2 separate regions of the Ovis aries genome follow, and region 1 is linked to region 2. A link is a contact called in public Hi-C data. All regions are on one chromosome and are shown on one strand. The core of a region is the stretch at or near the end of the contact, and the rest is flanking DNA. Distances in the headings are between cores, read along the strand shown. Region 1 holds the start of AARSD1 (alanyl-tRNA synthetase domain containing 1). Region 2 holds the start of PSME3 (proteasome activator subunit 3).

What was found. Hi-C and Micro-C count contacts between places; a contact is called where the count stands out from the background.
Region 1: a Hi-C map of liver shows a contact between it and region 2, with 5 times the contacts expected there. The contact joins the promoter of AARSD1 here to the promoter of PSME3 in region 2. A contact is called at or near these places in 4 of 16 Hi-C or Micro-C datasets (blood, liver, omental adipose tissue and 1 more).

What each region holds. Positions count from the first base shown.
Region 1 is chr11:42,763,594-42,766,293 of ARS-UI_Ramb_v3.0, forward strand. AARSD1 (alanyl-tRNA synthetase domain containing 1) reads right to left here and starts at 1,253. Exons shown (of 12, transcript XM_004012952.5): 1 at 1,177-1,253; 2 at 910-1,041. The coding sequence starts at 1,215.
Region 2 is chr11:42,590,539-42,593,238 of ARS-UI_Ramb_v3.0, forward strand. It overlaps PSME3 (proteasome activator subunit 3), which reads left to right and starts at 1,301. Exons shown (of 10, transcript XM_060395653.1): 1 at 1,301-1,571; 2 at 2,245-2,277; 3 at 2,401-2,463. The coding sequence starts at 1,530.

The sequences.
Region 1 (2,700 bases), core at 3-2,502, 170 kb after region 2:
ATTTCTTTGCCTAAGTACTTTTATTGCTCACCACAGCTTCTTGAGTGAAGTTCACACACCTTAACACATTCTTCAAGGTCCTCTGAAATGGCCCCCACTTAGCTTTCCAAAGCTATCTCTAGCCTGTCATCAACACGTACCATAAGCTCCAACTATATGGGACTATTTGAAGTTAACCAGACTTGTCAGATTCTTTCAGGCTTCCCTGCCTTCGACTGTGCTACTCTCTCTGCTGGGAAAGCCTCTCTCACAATGCCCACCTTTGAGTGAGTATCCTCCTTTCTCAAGTTCTCACTGGATCTTGTCCCTACCCCATCACAGTACTGGTAAGTCTGCCCTCTCTTGTGCTAATTCAGAGGAAACTTTTTCCTCTGTGCTAAACATGATAATGGAATTCTGACTTCAGGTCCTTTGCACTTATTCTCCCTCCCTGGAAATACTTCCCCTCCCCCACCAGCACCACCAGATGACAGGAACGGCTTACCCCCCACTTCCCTTAGTTCTTGACTAAACTAACTTGTCCTCTACCCAGGAGATCATCCCATCACTCTCTTTCCCTCAAACTTTAGTTTTCTTCATAGAACTTATCCGAGCTGGTATACTATTTATCTAGTAACCATTTTGTCTGTTTCCTCCAACAAATAACACTATGTATAGACAGAAACACTTTCTCGTTCAACCTTTATCCTCAGAGTCTGGAACAATACCAAAGAGGATATTTTAGGGCTGGATAAGTATCCGTTGATAAGTATCTGTTGAGTGAACAAACGAGCTGAATTGAGCTAATTTCCAACTGTATTCATTATAGCTGAGACTGAGAGACAAAAGACACTTCTCACTGGGTGAGAAAGGAATTAAGGGCTTCCGGGGAAGGGGAGGGAGGGGAGAGGAGCGAGATGGGCCTGGTACCTGTCCCCCGCCCTCGGGGAAAAGCAGCGTGTCTTCCAGTACCACTTGGAAACCGCTCAGCACTTCCTTCTTGCCGTTGCTTCCTTCGGTGTGCAGCTCCGCGGGACGGCAGGAGACCACGGTGGTGGTGAACTGGGTGGAGAGGGATGCGAAAGTAAGCCGCGACCCCAACCCTCAGCGCACCGGACTGAATCCAGCTCGGCGCCCCCTCTCCCCGCACCGCCGCACCCGCTCGGAGCAACAGGTTTCCCGCCCCGCTGGCCGCACCTCTCTGGCGTAGCTGTCCCGCTGACACCGAAACGCCATCGCTGCTGTCTCCCGGGACGTGGGGATGCGCGCTCACCGAAACGCCCGGCGGCAGACGGAGAGCAAAGTGGGACAATCTTCACGCCGGACGCGTCTCTGCGCAGGCGCAGCAGGGCAAAGAACGGGATGCAGTTTGGGCAAATTTATATAAAACGCGACTTGCAGGCGCTCGGAATTGTTTAGCGACTGCTTGTGGAAAGGACCAGGAAAAAAAACAAAACAAAACAAGACAAAACTGCGGTCTGAACTTGTCGAAGCACTTCGTTTGGCCCCTTTGGAGGGACATAATTCGGACCCGCAGAAGGCCGGTCGTTAGAAACGTGGATGGTACTGGTTTGAGAATACACACAGCAGCGCCGCCCAATGGAATTATAATACAAGCCACATATATTCATAATATTTTTATTTAAATGACCATATCTAAATTTTTTCATCATGTAATGAGTATTTTAAAATAAGAGTTTCTCCCCCGCCCCGTACAAAATTTTCGAAACCTGATGTGTATTTTACACTTACAGCACTTCTCAGTTGGGGCTATCAATATTTCAAGTACTCAGTAGCCATGTGTGACCATTGCTACCTAATTGGACAGTGCAGATAAAGAGATTAAAAGAAGTTAAACTGCAATCAGTGTCTTAAAACGTTAAACGAGTTAAAAGTTTAGATTAACTTTCTTTCTGCTGTTTTGTCGGACTCTAGGACCCCATGGATTGTAGCCCACCAGGCTCCTCTGTCCATGGGATTTTTCCAGGCAGGAATACTGGAATGGATTGCCATTTCCTCCTCCAGGTTCTGTTCTTTTAAATTAACTAATAAAAAGCTTGAAGTCTCCAGATGCTTCAGAATTTAGGATTTTCCTGATTTTAGGCAGTAATGCAGACCATACCTATATGTTACCTAATGTATTCCATTTGGAATTCTGGAGCAACCCCTTGTGATCAAATGTATGAATATTTATACTGAGAAATAAATGCACTAAACCGAATAAACAAAGACTATAAATAGCCTAACATCATTTTAGGTCATGTTTTGATGCCAGATGAGTTTTGTTGTTAATTTTTTAAACTCATATTTTAGAACTTTTCAGTTTTCAGAATTGTAGGCGAAAAGAGATATGCTATACAAGTTCAGGTCCCAGCTTTGCCACTTACTGTAAACTGTTTGAGCACTATTAAGAAAAGAATTATTTTATACGGTTGATATGAAGTTCAAATAAGATATAAAGTTTACTTAGATAATATATAAATACTGTGCTTAGTCACTCAGTTGTGTCTAACTCTTGCAACCCCATGGACTGTAGCCTGCTAGGCTCCTCTGTCCATGGGATTTCCGAGGCAAGAATACTGGAGTGGATTGCCATCTCCTTCTCTAGTGGATCTTCCCAACCCAGGAATCGAAGCCAGGTCTCGTGAATTGCAGGCAAATTCTTTACTGAGGGAGGTTCTAAAAAGAAACATTAGTCACTAATGAACAATAAGCGATCTC
Region 2 (2,700 bases), core at 51-2,550:
CGGCCATATTTCCCCTAACATTTACCAGATTTTGCAATTATGTTGTCAGTTTATGTTCTGATCTCTTTCCCCAGTTCAGTTCAGTTCGGTTGCTCAGTCGCATCCAACTCTTTGCGACCCTATGAATTGCAGCACGCCAGGCCTCCCTGTCCATCACCAACTGCTGGAGTTCACCCAAATTCATGTCCATCGAGTCGGTGATGCCATCCAGCCATCTTCCCCAGTATTAAGTTCCATTAGACCAGTGAACTTGAGTTCTGTTTACCTCTGATTTCTCAGAACTGTGCTGTTTGGGAAGCCACTAAACACATAAGGTTACTGAGTACTGCAAACCTGGCTCCTCTGAATTGAGGTGTGCAAGTAAGCATAAAATTCATACTGAATTTCAAAGACTTGGTATGAGAAAAGAATGTACAAGATCACATTGATTTTTTTAAATATTGGTTACACGATGAAGTATTTGGATAAATGGTTAAATATATGATTAAAATGAACATCACTGGTTTTACTTTTTAAAGTGGCTACCAAAAGACGTTTAACTTCTATAAGTGACTCACATTATTTCTAGCCTCTATACTGCTGTTCCAGAGCCTAGTCCACTTTAGGGTGAAATAACCAACGTTAAGAGAGACACTATGAATGGGTGAGTTAAGAGTTACAGTCTCTGCCTTCTATGAGGAAAATGGATACAGCACTGTCCTAAAAGTTAGGAGATCTGAGTTCTGGTCTTGGATTTTCTGGAATCACCGTGTAGCCTCGACAAGCACTACCCGACTCTGGGCATCAATTTGCCCATCCATCAGGCAGTTGGTCTCTGAGATCTGGAAGTGTATGAGAATAAGTGGCTAAGTGGCAGAGAAAAGTGGGGAAGCCTGGTGCAATAGCATTTCTGTTAGGTTCCAGGCTAACGCTACAGCTTCGGCCAAGAGTAGGAGGCAGTGCGCATAACAGACTAGACACCCAGAACCCAGCACTGGGACAGCCAGCTTCCTCGGGCCGACGTCACTGGAGCGCGACGACATCGTCGGTCGGGTCCCCGCTCGAGACCGGGCAGCGGCTCAGAAGGTCCCTTCCGTGAAGGCGAGTGCCGGGCAAACAATCCCTGAGTCTCTTTGAGGCTCAGATCTCACTAAATCCTCTCCACCATCCTCCCTCTCATTTCACCCGTACCGGGTACAAGAACTGGAAGGTAAGAACCAAGCGCCGAGCTCCCTGAGCGGAACCTCAGCGCGACTGCGCAGAGCACGTGCGCATCCTCGCTGGACTCCCGGCGATTGGCTGTGACGTAACTTCCGGTGTGAGCGGCGAAAGCCGGGAGGGCGAGCGAGAGAGGGAGCAGGCAGCAGGGACAGGCAGCAGGCGGGCTGGCTGACCGACCGCACGAAGGGAGGGAGCAAGTGATCAGTGAGTGACCCAGCGAGGGAGGCCGCGTCCTGAAAGCAGCCGAGATTCTCCCTTCCTTCTGACACCCTCCCCGGAGCCCACAGCGCCTCCGGTCTCCAGCGGAGCGGACACGGCCCGGCCCGGCCATGGCCTCGTTGCTGAAGGTGGATCAGGAAGTGAAGCTCAAGGTAGCGGCACCGGCCCAGGCCTCCTTACCCCTCGCTTCGATCCCCGAGCTGTCTGACCGGTTTCCCATTCCCCGTGGCGTCTTTGTCTCCCTGGGGACACCAGCCCTGAGCTTCCGCTCGGCTCAGCCCAGCCCCCCACCCCTGGGGACGGCATCGGGGGAGAGGATAATATGGGGTGGCCTAATGTACCCTGTCTAATAGGGAAGACCTTCGCGGACACGTGGTGGACTTAGTGCTTTAGGCTAGTGACAGCCGAAAGCCCCCCAGCCCAGCAACGTCCCCGCTCCATACGCTGCTACTGCCCCTTCCCTTGGCGTCAGGGTTGCCTAGTATCCTAGACCAGGTTTGGACGGGGGTTGACACGTTTGTGAGCTCACACCTCCCCCATCTGCTTGTCTTTTGTCTGCTCTCAAAGTCAGACAGCTTCAGACTGGGAGGGAGGGAGGGAGGGAAGACAGGTGGGTGCTGCCCTCAAGCCCCGCTTCCCTCTCCTGAGATGGAGAAATGGATCCTCAAAAAAATAAAGTATTTGCAGTCTGGGGGCCTCTCAGCTTCTCATTACAATTATAAGGTGAGGGAAAGACATTTGGATTTGGGCTTACCCAGCCTGCCTATACTTATGTTGCCAGCTGCTGATTTGCTCTTACTGAATTGCTTTCCTTGTTAATTTTAGGTTGATTCTTTCAGGGAGCGGATCACAAGTGAGGTGAGTGAAATAAGTAGAAAAGTGAGTGTTGGTTAATAGTTGGGAGTTCCCCAGTGAAGAGATATCTATAGAGACAGGCCTTCCCACAGTTACTAATTCGGTTGTATTTTCCCTCATCTTCAGGCAGAAGACTTGGTGGCAAATTTTTTCCCAAAGAAGTTGTTAGAACTTGATAGTTTTTTGAAGGTGAGAGACGCTTTTCTTTTCCTCAGATTCCGCAACTTTCTTGGCCAAGGTCTTTCTGTCCAGTGGGACAGATGAGGTGTTGATTCTGTTTTGTTGTGTACACTAACGCACTCTCATTTCTTGCCTTTTGAATGAAATACTTCTTTGTTCATCTTGAAAAGACTAATGTTTTTGGGGGTGGGCGTCTCTCTTTCAGGAACCAATCCTAAACATCCATGACCTAACTCAGATCCACTC